Linked DNA regions of Mus musculus: regions 2 and 3 are each linked to region 1. Evidence: chromatin contacts called from public Hi-C data. All regions are on one chromosome and are shown on one strand. Each heading gives the region's core, a stretch centred on a gene start, on an enhancer-like site or on the middle of the called end of the contact. The rest is flanking DNA. Distances are from core to core; before and after follow the strand shown. Region 1 holds the start of Zfp420 (zinc finger protein 420). Region 2 has its middle 17 kb from the start of Sipa1l3. Region 3 has its middle 22 kb from the start of Zfp382.

The links. A called contact is a pair of places that touch in the nucleus more often than the background predicts.
Region 2: a contact with region 1 is called in a Hi-C map of regulatory T cells, with 3 times the contacts expected there. The contact joins the enhancer-like site here to the promoter of Zfp420 in region 1. A contact is called at or near these places in 2 of 39 promoter capture datasets (embryonic stem cells and liver), 2 of 484 Hi-C or Micro-C datasets (CD4 T cells and regulatory T cells) and 2 of 9 other capture datasets (adipose tissue and liver).
Region 3: a contact with region 1 is called in a Hi-C map of embryonic stem cells, with 2.4 times the contacts expected there. The contact joins the enhancer-like site here to the promoter of Zfp420 in region 1. A contact is called at or near these places in 2 of 39 promoter capture datasets (cranial neural crest and liver), 3 of 484 Hi-C or Micro-C datasets (embryonic stem cells, liver and myocytes) and 3 of 9 other capture datasets (adipose tissue, liver and pancreatic islet).

What each region holds. Positions count from the first base shown.
Region 1 is chr7:29,857,868-29,862,508 of GRCm38.p6, reverse strand. It overlaps Zfp420 (zinc finger protein 420), which reads right to left and starts at 2,530. Exons shown (of 4, transcript NM_172740.2): 1 at 2,416-2,530; 2 at 1,441-1,493.
Region 2 is chr7:29,520,444-29,525,084 of GRCm38.p6, reverse strand. It overlaps 4932431P20Rik. Among named protein-coding and RNA genes, the nearest start is that of Sipa1l3, 17 kb to the right of the region's middle. Within about 2 kb of position 2,679, at least 6 of the 459 cell types and tissues checked have an H3K27ac peak or open chromatin away from gene starts, as enhancers often do. A contact at or near this core is called in regulatory T cells, where this site is marked.
Region 3 is chr7:30,141,258-30,145,898 of GRCm38.p6, reverse strand. No RefSeq gene overlaps it. Among named protein-coding and RNA genes, the nearest start is that of Zfp382, 22 kb to the right of the region's middle. Within about 2 kb of position 2,203, at least 161 of the 459 cell types and tissues checked have an H3K27ac peak or open chromatin away from gene starts, as enhancers often do. A contact at or near this core is called in adipose tissue, embryonic stem cells and pancreatic islet, where this site is marked.

The DNA.
Region 1 (4,641 bases), core at 1,281-3,780:
AAATAAATTTTTAAAAAAATCAGTAAATGTCTAGAAGATTTAAACAACACAACCAGTCTACCTGACCCCAACGGCATCTGTTCTTCCTAACAGCAGAAGAATACAGTCTTCCTCATTGCCCAGGGAACATTTACTACGACGCCCCAGACTGTAGGTCAGGAGATAAATCTTGGTAAATTTAAAAGGATTCAAGTCACACGAAGAAGTGAGAAAGAACAGATCTATTAGAAATACTTGAAAATGGAAGAAGGCATCTCACGGGTTAAAGGCAATTAGAGACAAAAGCCAAGTGGATACTGGTTGTGAGTGACAGATGGCTCAGGAAAGGAAACGGCTGATACATAACGACTTTCGAGCTGTGCGTCTAATTTCTCATTTTAAAATTCCACTCAATAGCTAAAAAAACCAAAAAACCAAAAACCAACAACAACAAAAAACAGACCATAGGCCTATCCTCTCTCAGCTCTTAAGAGGCAGAGACAATAGGACCAAGAGTTCAAGGATCCTCACCTGGGCGACTCAAGACCCTGTCTAAAACCAAAACAGAACAGAATGAAGTCTGCAGTGGCAGAGGATCCCAGTTTCGTTCCCCTGCGCCCACATCTGGCAGCTCGCACCTGCCTGTAATGGAAGCTCTAGTGCCCTCTTATGGACTCCCCAGGTACCTGCATACAACATGGAGCAAATTCACTCAAATGCACACAAATAGAAGACTTCATTTACTAAATAAACAAAAACAAAACAAAACTGAAGGTTGAAGTAAGAATTTGACTAGTTGGCGCTATAAAGCAAGATGGTACTGAAAATATAAAAATTAAAAAAGCTAAGACCCTCGGTGGTTGTGGCGCATGCCTTTAATGTCAGCACTCAGGGGGCAGAAGCAGGGGAATTTCTGAGTTCAAGGCCAGCCAGGTCCACAGAGTGAGTTCTAGGACAGCCAAGGCTGCAAAGAGAAACCCTGTCTCAAAAAGAAAACCAAACCAAACCAAAACCAAAACAAAAAACTGAAACAAAAGCTAAATTCTCCCAAAAGTTACATAAATAGTACAAGAATGCTCTTTCTTTTAATTTGAGCATCAAATCCATTCTTTATAAATGTATCCAGTATTGGAAAACATCTATTACAAATTACACATTTTCATTACTCTCAAAATATAAACATCAAATGCCATTGAGTTAATGCATGCCTTTAACCCAGAACTTGGAAGGAAGAGGACGATGGGTCTTTATGATTTCAAGGCCAGTGTGTACTACATAAAGAGGTTCAAACCAGGCAGAGACCTGCCTCAAAAATAAGTAAATAGGAATAAATAAATTGCCTTGTTCCTCCATTATAAGAGAAGACTTGGGTAGGAGACAGTCACAAAAACAACAATAAAGTAAAACAAAGATCGTTTTCTGACATGATAAAGGCTGTTGAGGAGACAAATATCTGCTTACCTCAAACTTCCCTTCTAGATGGACAATGGCCATTTTTCCTCTTCTGTGTTGTACTTTGAGAATAAAAAAGTTAAATGAGATGCTATGTTGTTCTTGCCATATACTCTGAATTAGAGACAACCTCTTCCTCCGTCCCCACAGAGGGGTTAAGTCTTTACATTCTGGGAGTAATTGGGGAGAGACAAAGTCACAAGCAACTCAGGATCCTTTGGTAGATTCATGGTGGGGACCCCCCATGAATTCCAACAAAATTTCACCGTTGTACCCTACCACATCAGGGAAGGATCACAGGTAGAAACAAGAAAATTTCCACAGTCACATTGCTAGTGTCACAATTTACACTGTCAGAGCTACACCGTTGGAGCACTAACTCGTATATAGGACCCAAGCATGTACAATAACCAAACATTCTGTCAGGGACAAATACTGTCAGCGACATTCTTTTACAAGGGTGAACTTCTACTTTCTTTACAATCATGAGTACAGCACACAGCATCCTACAGTCACACACATACACACACGTACACACATAAACACACACGCATACATTCATACACACGCACTCACACAGTCACCCAAATGGGAGAACACTATAAAAGTCACAGGCGACGGAAACAAGCAATCGTAATCTCAGTGACACTATCACACATGTCTTCCGAGGCAAGCCAGTTATGCACAGGATACCAGGTACATCAACAACCTCAGAGTGACATAAACATCTAAATACCTCGCTATAACAGCACCGTTTCTCCACCATACACGTGGGCCGACACCATCAGTCCCAGAAACATCTCTAGTGAGATAAGCAACAATCACACACACCCTTGTGTGTCACAACTCATTCACACACAGCACGCCAACCACAAACCAAGGGTCGCAACAGGCTCCAAAAGCACAGGCTTGTGGCGTATACACGGGAGACACCGCCACCTAATGCCACAGACACGTCCTCCAGACGTTCCTCAGCACGCTCACCTCCGAGGGAAGCTCAGGGTCCCGCCTCCTGCGCCGGGCTCCACTACAGGCAGCCTGCTCTATGGGATGCTTAGGAGATCCTCCAGACACAACCCTCTCGTGACGCAAGTACCCCGAACTCTCGCCAGGAAACGGAAACGGCGTTCTGCTCCCGGTGGCTCTGGGAAATGTAGTCCAATGGCTGGGGCCAATGCCTGCCCCCCCCTCCCTCCCCTCCACCTTCTCTCTCACCCCTCCCTCTTTCCCTTCCACCTCTCCCCTCCCTTCCCCCTCTCTCCTTCCAAACCGCTCCTCTTTCCTCCCTCTCTCCCCCCAATCGCAATATTTGTGAGGTGATTTATACCTGTGGTAATGAGATTTTATACCACATGTGGGGTTGCTCAACAGAGATTCAGCCACTGTAGTTTGTTTGTGAAGGGTCACTACATATTTCTGGAATAATTGACTAGTTGCTCATGATGATCTGTGTTATCTTTCACCTGTATCCACTTCCAAACGACTTTCAAAGAACCCTTAAGTTTCCACTTCATTGGTTTGAAGGAGAATGGCCCCCACAGGCTCATATATTTGGATGTTGGTTCTCAGTTAGGAGATGTGGCCTTGTTGCAGGGGTGTACCTCTGTAGGTGGGCTTTGAGGGTTCAAGCCCAAGTGAGGCCTTAGAATCAGATGTGAGTTCTCACCTACTTGCTCTAGGGCAGAGCCTGCCTGATGCCATATTTCCTACCATGTTGACCACAGACTCACCCTCTGAAACTGTCTGCAAGCCTCTAATTAAAAGTGTTTTTTTCTTTTTTTCAGCCAGGCAGGGCTGACACACTCCTTTGATCCTAACACTTGGGAGGCAGAGGCCAGCAGATCTCTAAATTCAAGGCCAGTCTGGTCTACAGAGCAAGTTCTAGGAGAGCCAGGGCAATACAGAGAAACTCTGTCTTGAAAAAACAAAAGTATTTTTTCCTCCCAGAGGCAGAGTTAGGTGAATCTCTGAATTTGAGGCCAGTCTGGTCTATAGAACAAAGTCTAGGATACTCAGGGTTACACAGAAAGACTCTGTCTCTCTCATTCATATATATATATATATTTTTTTTTCCAGTAAGCTTGTATTTTTCAAAACCAACTTAAGTGTGCTTAAATGCTTTAACCTCCCTTCTAGCCTACCACCCACCAGAGGCAGTGGAAAGGAAAGGTTAATAGGGCAGAGGAGGATGTGGGCTGTTTAGAAATAGTTCTTTGGGGCAATCCCAGTCTTTGTTGTCAGGATAGCAGCAGGCAGTTCAATTCACAGGAATCAGCAGTGGTAGCTCGACTCACTTGTAAGCAATATTCACGAATCAGCCATAGCAGTGGCTTGCGTCCATCCAGAAGAAACCTCAAGGCTCTTCCAAATTGGCCAGAGTCCACAGAAGCAGCAAGAAGCCACTGGAATGCCACCGGAAGTTCTTTGGTGTGTTTCTCTCTACGAAATCACAACAAACGGTGACTAGCAAAGAATAGCAAGATGACCCACTGTCACCCAACACCTATGTCTGTTGGGTTATACTTATACCCTTTTCAAACATCACATGTTCTCTCAAGCATCTGCTAACAAAACATCACATGCCTTCTTTCCAAGTAGCTTCCAGAAAAACACCACGTGTCTGTTCTCAGCAAAACAACTTCCCACATGTCTGCTTCAGCACAACCATAAGACAGTTTCCAGAAAACTATCCATGTCACAAAGAGACCAGAACTTTCCACTTCATTTTCCTGTGTTGCCTTAGTCATGGGGTCTTCTCACAGCAATAGGAGAGTATCTAAGACAAATGCAGTGCCTACCTCGGGAAGGAACTGCTACAGGAATGGAGGCCAAAGGGAAGCTCAGCTTTACCTAGAATGTGGAGCAAGTTTTCTACAAGAAGAAGAAATCTACACATTATCTTGGTAATGAAAAATAAATAGTGAAGACACATTCAAAGTGGGCATTAAGAAGACTGTGTATAATGGCAAAATTTTCAGGATTTGACAAAATAAGAATTTGGCACACAGGTGAATATGGAAGAAATTGACTCTAATGCCAGGAAAGGAATGACAAGGATGAGAACAAGCAGGGAAAGAGGGAGGAGTCCTTCTTCCATGTCCTTAATGTAGGTTTCCAGGTGTGGCCCTAATTAGAGGCAGATCTTTCCACCCCAAAAGATCTGGATTAAAGGTGGGTCTTCCTACCTCAAAGGTCCAGATAAGAAGTAGA
Region 2 (4,641 bases), core at 1,430-3,929, 340 kb after region 1:
TTTTTTTTTTTTTTTTTTTTGGAAGAAGTGTTTCAAAAGACCACACCAGGCCCAGTCTCTCTCTCTGCCTGTGGCTCAGGATGTAGTTTTCAGCTACCTCTCCAGCGTGTTTCCTGCCATGATGATGAGAGTTTTCCCCTTCATAAGGTTTGCTTTGCTCATGGTGTCTCTTCGCAGCAACAAGACAGCGAGTAAGACACTCTTCCCTTCTAGGAAATTCCTCTTCACACAGGGTGGTTCCTCTGACAATGCTCCCAAATGTCTGTGTGCCACCGTCACTGTGCCTCACTGTTACGTCTGTACGGTTATTTGGAAATTGGTAGCCCCCTTCTTTTGAGGTGACAACAATGGTCTGTCCTGGTTCTTGCTTTTGTGGACCATATATAGCTTTTGTGAAGTGCCTATTACCATAAGATGTATAGAGGCCCACCGATAACATGTTAATGCCCTAAAAACCCGTGCCTTACCTTGCTTTGTTGAATGGTGTCGTTCAGAAGCTTCAAAAAATCAATCCACTTAGGAATGAGCCTAGAAGTCGCCATCCAGGCCTAGTTTCCCCCTGGCCCTTCTTAGGAAGGTGGCTTACGGACCTGCGGGTACCCAAGAGAGTGGAGCTTAGTTTGGCTCGAGGTTTAGGTTTTGTCTCCCTTTGTTGTGTGATAGCCTGTATATCCTAGGCTGGCTTTGAACTTCCTGTACAGCAGAGGATGGCTTCACCTCCTGGTTCCTCTGCTCACAGCTCCTGAGTGCTGGGGATGACAGTCATGCCTGGCTTATGCAGTGCTAGGGATGGAACCCGGGGCTTCGTGGATGCAGAGTGTGTGCTCTGCCACAGAGCTTCATCTCTAAACCCACTTTTCCTCATTTGTAAGATGAAAATGCCAATCTTGCCTGCTTTATACCATGCTCTATCTTCAATGTTCCGAGGACTAGACAGAATTCCCGAGAGAGCCTTGATATGCATACTCTGAAGCAGCAGACAGCCACCATTGGCTCCAAGAGGCCTTGGGTTTCCATTTCTTTTCCTATCTCATCTCCTCCTTTCCGTTTCCCCGTTCTGCTTATCCCCTCTTCCTCCCCTCCCCCTCCCTTTTGCTTTTTTTCTTTTCTTCCCCTTCCCTTCTTCATACTCCCAGTTGCTCTATAAACATGACGACTAAATTTATACCGTGGCCAGCAGAGGGCAGTGAAGGCCAACCATGACTGCTGTGGGAAGGACCCAGTCTCTGAGAGAGGATGTTTCCCAGGGTGTTATTCCAGCCCTGCTGCTCGGCAGTGTTTTAGGAACTTATTAGATTGCTTAGTACAAGTCCTTTTAGCCTGAGGCAGTGGCCCACACCTAGAATCTCAGCACTCTGGGGACAGAGGCAGGCAAATCTCTCTGAATTTGATCTCTCTGAATTCCTCCTCTATATTCTGAGCTCCATGACAGCTAGGACTGTGTAGAGATACCCTATCTCAGTGCTCCCCAAACCCCCCCAAAAATGAGGAAGAAAGGGGGAGCAGAAGAGAAGGAAGGAAGGGCAAATTGTCGTGGACCAAACCCAGCCCTACTGCATTGTAAACTCCTATATAAGACCCAGTGATAACCTGGCTTTTAACAAGCTCTCTAACTGATCTCTTGCACACTAGCATGGAGGGCCATTTGCTTAGAAAGCTGTTGGAGTTTGCTGTGAGAAACGGCATGGGCCTTTAGAAGCAGAGTCAGCAGAATCTCCCCTCCAGTGTGGCTAAGCCCTGTGTCTGCAGAGAGGAAGCCGCAGGCAGGACATTTATGTAGAGTGAGTGGGAATCTGTTCGGAGAAGGAAGGACGTGTGTTCAAGACTACCTGCAGTTCCAGTTCTTGGGTGGCTGAGGCAGGAGAACCAGATAATGATTGGGGTCGAGGCTATCCTGGGTTAAACAGAAAGGGGCATGCCAGCCAGGACTATTATGTGACTGACCCTATCCCCAACCCTCAAATCAAGATGTAAGAGCCAATGCACAGTTCTGAACTCACCTGTATCAGAGATAGGGAGGCTCTGCTAGCTCACTACTGCTCATCAGACCCACAATTTACCTCACTCGGTCCTCCTTACTCCCCAGAACCAGAGATGATATCATGTGTGGAAATTTTGCAGTCCCTGCCAGTAGCTCCTATTGTTCTCAGTATACCCATTGAGTCCCCCCTTTTCTTCACCAGCCTACAAAATTCACAGTTGGGATCCTTTGGGTTATCACTGCTGGGATTTGGGGGTGGAGGGAACACAAATGAGTCTTCACTAAGGTTTGTGTTTTCTGTCAGTCCTTCCTTGAGCTCATTCATCAGGATGAACCAGAGAAAACCCCTCCCCTAAGCCCTTCCCAACTTCATCCTTAGACTCAAGGCTGATCCCTAAGAATGAGTCTGGAATGAGTTCTGGAGGACTTGGTTCCAATGGTAGTGACTGACAGCTTGATAACTCAGAAATGATTTATTGGTAGCACTCAGTCTGTAGTCAGAGTGATTATGAGACTAAGATATGCTATTTTCCTGATGTCTGCAGAGAAAACCCAGGTCTCTGTGTTTGTGTGTGTGTGTGGGGGGGGCAGGTTGTTTGTTTGTTTCTTTTAATTTTCCTTAGATCCAATACACAGACTGTATCTGAGGAAAAGCAGGTGGCCTATGAGCCCTGCCTTATGAGAGACCTGCCTGCAGGGGGCAGTCTACTCCACCACACTGCATGCCTCTGGGCACTCCTTGGCTTCATAGAATCTAACAGCATATGAGATAACAGACTTCTTGCTTCCTAGACTTTACAGTTTAGCAGGCAAAGGAGACATCAACAAACGGTCACAAAGTTAACAATGGGACAATTGGAGTGATAGGTTATTACATTTTTTTCTTCTTCAGTCTTTAACTGTTTCAAACTTAAATCCCATGGTGTGCTTGCTGGTATGTGTGCACACTCAGGTGGTCCTCCTGCCTCAGTCTTTCGGGGAGCTGGCTGCTGTGAGTGTACTTAACAAGGAGCGAGCACCCAAAAGGGGGAGGGTATGCATCCTGTGCTTTGCTGGCAGACCCTGAATGAATTAGAAGGCCTTGCCTTCCAGGCAGGCCTCACATTTGGGGACAGGCGTGCAGGTAGTCCAGCTGGGACCAGAAGGGCCTCATTCACTGCCTATAAACTAGAGAGGCCACCTTGGCTTATTCTGTTCTTTGAATGGCATTACAGCTATGGAGCTGAAACTTGTCCACGTGGTCTTCTGAGAGCATGACTCTTGGACTTTGGGCAGATTCAATAGGCTAGAATGCACTTTAACTTTCGTTATGGCTGACAAACATACTTTAATATGGTGGGCTAGTTTCCAGTGAATAGACGAGGTAGCTCAGATAACTGGGAATAGTAGCACCTAGTCACAAATATAAATAGCACCGGCCACAGAGAACTGACCAGGCATTTTACATAATACTGTTTTCTTTCTTTCTTTTTTAATTCTGTGTATGTGTTGGGAGGGGGCATGTGCACATGAGTGCAGGTGCCCTGGAAGGTGGCCGGTAGAGGGTGTCAGATCCCCTGGAACCTGAATTACAGGTATTTGTGAACTGTTTAACATGGGTTCAGGAGACTGGTCCCATGTCAGAGGTCCAAGAGTATGTGCTCTTGACCTCTGAGCTATCTCCCTAGACCCCATTTAGTTCTTCCGAAGGTACTATGTGAGTTAGCTCTTATCCCCCCTTAGCTTTTAAGACGAACATGGAAAGACTATTGGGATACCAAGGGCCATAGGAGCAAAGCGTCACCATCTCACAGCTGGCTACCTGTCCTGTTTCCTCTTCATAACACTGACCTGGTTCTATCCTTTCTGTATCCCTCTAAAGGTGTCCTGTGCATATCGGAGTATAATACATATTCTACATATGTCTGTACACAGTATACATACATTCTCACTCTATCTAGAGATGAGCTCATATTAATATATAGAGCTATACTTCATTTTATAACAGTTGCCAGTTGCAGAGTATATGCCTGACCCTTCACCCAAATTCCTATTAATAACTATTGGTCCTGTGTGTATGGGGGGAGGGGCTATCTCATGTAGCCTAGGCAAGCATCAGCCTTGCAGTGCAGCCAAGGAACTCCCAGTCCTCCTGCCTCCACTTCCCTAGTGAATTTCCCGGTAAATTACAGACCTTCTGCCAGTGTATTTGGCTTGTTAATAGACATTGGGCAGTTTCCAACCTTTAGTTATAACAATCCATGCCACAAATGACTGCCTGCCGTTGTTGGTGTCTCATACTTTTAATTAAATTGTAAACTGAAACAGAAACATATTTACATTTTGAGATATCACAGCTCATCATTGAGATTGTTTGGTTTGCTTTGTTTTTTTTTTTTTGTTTTTTTTTTTTTGTTTTTTGTTTTTTGTTTTTTTTTGAGACAGGATTTCTCTAACAGCCTGGGCTGTCCTGGAACTTTCTTTGTAGCTCAGGCAGGCCTCAAACTCAGAGACCTGACTGCCTCTGCCTCCCAAGTCCTGGGATTAAAGGCATGTGCCACCACTGCCTGTGGATATTCATCTTGAGTGTTCTGTGTAAATTTTATTGTATCCATTTATGTGAACCAGCTGGTTTAGAGTCCCTTACAAGAGCATGGTTGAGGTTTTATTCATATGGGCAT
Region 3 (4,641 bases), core at 954-3,453, 280 kb before region 1:
CGGTATCTGCTTGGGTTATGTTGGCTCCTATCCAAGAAGACCCAGTGGACAAACAAGATCCCGCCCAAACAGGTGGGCCCTGCATATCCAGGTGAACAGGAGGCGGCAGCTGGAGAAGAGGCTGGACACAGAGAAAGGATGTGTAACTGGGGGGGGGGGGGTCCCAGAAAGCAGCTTCTCGTAGGAAATAAGTAGCGATAGATGCTACATTACAGTTGCCAGTTACGCTGGCCTCCTGTTGTCCTCGAGATAAAATGGAGGTTGGAGAATTGGGGAAAGGGGGTGTCATGTGTGCACCTTTCACAATGTAGGTTTTTAAAAGCAGGAAGATTTTGCCTTAAAAAATAATAATGACAAGAAGGAGTTTCTGTGGCTAAAGAGATGGCTCAGAGGCTGGCGCTGTGGCAGAGGACCTGAGTTCAGTTCCTAGCACCACCGTGGACAGTTCCCAGCAGCTAGTAACTGCAGATCCATCCAGGACATCTGGTGTTCTCTTGAGGGAACACACACACACACACACACACACACACACCCCAAAGCTTCAAGTCTAATTAGCTAAATGAAACTGATCTGATTTTTTTGGTTTTTTTAAAAAGTATCTTAAGAATGGTTTGCAGAATTTTTTTCTGAGGCCCTAAGGTTGAGCTGGGAGGGTGAGAGTGGACTTGTGTAAGTTAGGCAAGTGCTCTTAACCACTGAGCTGCACTCCCCATTGGTTTTTTAAACTGTAAATTCTCAATGGTGCTTTGCTTATTCTAACATATTAGTCATCATTCACTCTGCGGTTTCTCAATCTACAGTGATGCTCCCTCAAATTTTTATTTTTCTTCATTAAAAATAATTAAGGGGCTGGAGAGATGGCTCGGAGGTTAAGAGCACTTGACTACTCTTCCAGAGGTCCTGAGTTGAAGTCTCAGCAACTACATGGTGGCTCACAGCCATCTGTAACAGCCCTCTTCTGGTGTGTCTGAAGACAGCTACAGTGTAGTCATAGGAATAAAATAAATTTAGAAAAATAATTAAAACAAAAATCTCAGCACACACCTTTAATCCCAACACTCTGGAGGCAGCAGTAGATGGATCCCTTTTAATTCGAACTCAACTAGGGCTACACAGTGAGTTCCCATTCCAAAAAATGTAAAATAAAATAATGAATAGATCAGCAGAGAGTGGTGGCACTTGTCCTTAGTCCCCGCACTCTGGGTGCAGAGGCAGATGGATTTCTGAGTTCGAGGCCAGCCTGGTCAATAGAGTGAGTTCCAGGACAGTCAGGGCTACACAGAGAAACCCTGTCTCGAAACAAAATAAAAGGAATCAGCCAATTACACTTTTTTTTTTTTTAAAGATTTATTTATTTATTATATGTAAGTACACTGTAGCTGTCTTCAGACACTCCAGAAGAGGGAATCAGATCTCGTTACGGATGGTTGTGAGCCACCATGTGGTTGCTGGGATTTGAACTCCTGACCTTCGGAAGAGCAGTCGGGTGCTCTTACCCACTGAGCCATCTCACCAGCCCCCCAATTACACTTTTTAAGTTGCCCATGAAAATAAAACAGCAACTATTATGGAAGTTTAAACAATGCCAACTAGCCAAGACGAGTTTTCTCACGTACTCCACTAGCGTCACATAATAAGCAACTTCACGAGTCCTCATGGACTTCGAACACAAACACTTCAAAATTCGACTCAATCAAAATGGTATTGACCACTTGTAGTCTACATCCTAGAGGCCCCCAAGGCAACTGCAATCCCGTTCACTCTCCAGAGTCCTAAGCTGTCAAACAAATCGACTCACTTTAAATCGCAGACACACTCGTTTCCCCCTTACCATTCGGGTTAACAATCGTTTCCTAAAACTGTCCTATACAGAACAGACTCAAAAAGACACACAAGTGGAGTCTTCTGGGCAAGAATCCAAACAAACCAAAACTCTGGCGCGGGCCGGGCTCGCTTCCCTCCTTCCCTCCGGGAGGCGCGCCCTCAGCTCCCGCCCTGGCTACATTCTCTCCGCTCGCTGCCTCTACTGCCTGGGCTCCCCCTGTACTCCCCGGGTTTTTTCTTCTTTGTCTACCCTAACCCAGCCTTCCCCTTCAGCTTGCCCAGCCGGGCTCGCTCAATACCCGCCCACTTCACCCAGACCCATTGGGATCACCTCCGACCGCTGGTTAGAACTGTGCGCCTGCGCGGGGAGGCGCGCTCGTTCTATCCCGGGGGTCTTTGCGGTGGGTCGGTGGTGTTGCTGGCCACACTCACCTTCCTGACATCCGGGTTTTGCAGACCTTGCACTACATTTCCCACCGACCACCGGGCCACGTTCAAACCTCTGATTTTTGGGTCTGAGTCTGGCTTGCTTGCACCAGAACTCCAAAGTGGAGTTCGCGTTTGTGTGTGCCTACTTGCGGGCGTTTGTGTGATGAGGCCATGATTAAATGCGTGGCTGGGCTTGGGTACCTGCGCTGACAAGGAGCCTTTTGAGTGACTTCCATGATTTGTGATGTGGGCTGTGATGGATTTGAAGTCCTCCATCGTTAGGATGCTGCTGCCTTGACTTAGTATTATACTGACTGGGTTCATGGGGCAGGGCTCCATTCCTGCACTTCCAATTTGTTTAGAGTCTGTTGAGGAGTGTGCTTTTGCCTCTGAAGACTAAAAATGGTGCTTACATTAAACAGTCACCTTCCAATGAAGCATGGATTGATTGTTTTCCTCGGGGACTCCTGGCCTCCGGTGCCTGAGTAAATACAGCCAGGTATCAGTAGAATGAGTGCCTAGCTCGACGCCAATTTTTGATTTTTGTTTTTTGAGACTGGTCTCTCAGTTATGTACTTCTGGTTGTCCTGGATCTCCCGATATAAACCAAACAGGTCTCAAACACAAAGATCTACAACTCTCTGCCTCTGAGGTCCTGGGATTAAAGGAATGAATCATGACACTTGGCCTTTTATTTTTGTCTATCTGCATTTTTTTTCAAAAGGTTGCCAATAAGTCTGGCATGGTAGTGCACACCTTAAATTCCGGTCGGGACTGGGGAGGCAGAGGCAGGCAATCTCTGAGTTCTAGCCCAGCCTGGGCTACAGAGTGAGTTCCAGGGTCGCCAGGGCCACACAGAGAAACCCTGTGCTTTGCTGCCTCCTTCCTTCCTAGCCCTGCAGTCTTGAACCCTGGCTCTGTAAATGCTCCTTCTAGCTGGGACGGCGGTAAGCTTTTGTAGAAAGAAAGATGGTGGTAGATCTTGCTGAGCTCCTGTCATCCGTTCCTCCCACAACTCACTCCAACACACACTCAGCGGCTGAACAGCAAGATCTGAGGGATGGTGGCATGCTCTCTGAAGACCGTTTCTCTTTTCGACTCACTTAGTTTCAAACAAGTCTTCAACGTTTCACAACCCCCTCCCCAAATGCAGCATATGATAGGAACCAAGGGTATAGACTCAGGAGCCTGTCGGGACACATTTATATTCAAACCATAACTTGAGATTCTGAGGCAAAATGATAAGCATTTTGAGGGCAGCCTAGGCTGCTGAGTGTGCCCTTGCCTCAAAGTACATTAGAAGAATCTCAGAGGATGTGTGCTGCAGGAGAAAATATGATCAAGAATGCAGAATACACCTACATTTTTTTGTTGTTCCAAGATGAGGTTTCTCTGTCCAGGAACTCACTTTGTAGACTAGGCTGGCCTCTAACTCACTAAGATCCATCTGCCTCTGCTTCCTGAGAGCTGGGACTAAAGGTGTGTGCTATCATGCCTGAATAGACCTTTCAAACAAAGAATTTTAACTATATTTGTGTGTATGTATATGTGCAGGCATGTTCCTGGAAGTCAAGAGGACAACATCCATGGGTCAGTTCTCTCCATCCATTGTACAGGTCCCAGGGATCCAACTCAGGTCTTCAGGCTTGACAAAGCCATTTCACTGTCCCCCAAATGTATTCATGTAGCATGTCACAAATAATACTGCTCAAAACCAAGGGCAAAACCACACTGGCCACTACTTAATGCCATTCCCAATGATTGCATGTACACTAATGGGCATGCAAAGGTTTTTGGTCAGCCACTATGCTCTCCTTTAAAGAATGCCCCACAGAGCAGGGCATGGTAGCGCACGCCTTTAATCCCAGCACTTGGGAGGCAGAGGCAGGCGAATTTCTGAGTTCGAGGCCAGCCTGGTCTACAAAGTGAGTTCCAGGACAGCCAGGGCTATACAGAGAAACCCTGTCTCGAAAAACAAACAAAAAATGCCCCACAGAACACATGGCCCATTATATTTCACACAGGTGTGCTCTCTAAATCTCCCACCCCCAGACACGAAGCCTGCCATTTAAGGCTTATTAGATGGACAGGTGTTGCAACTAGGGTCAAATGCAACGCCCGTCTTGTAGCGTGAGTTGTTGATTCAAGGAAAAGTGTGGTGGTTTGAATAAGAATGGCATGTATCGTTCATACTTTTCTCTTGTAGTTGAACACTTAGTTGCCATGGAATGACACTATTTGAGAAGGATTAGGAGGTATGGCCTTGTTGAAGGACATGTGTCACTGGTGGTGGGGTTTTGAACCCAGGTCCAGGTTCTCAATCTCTCTCTCTCTCTCTCTCTCTCTCTCCCTCTCCCTCTCCCTCCCTCCTTTCTTTTCTCTCTTTCT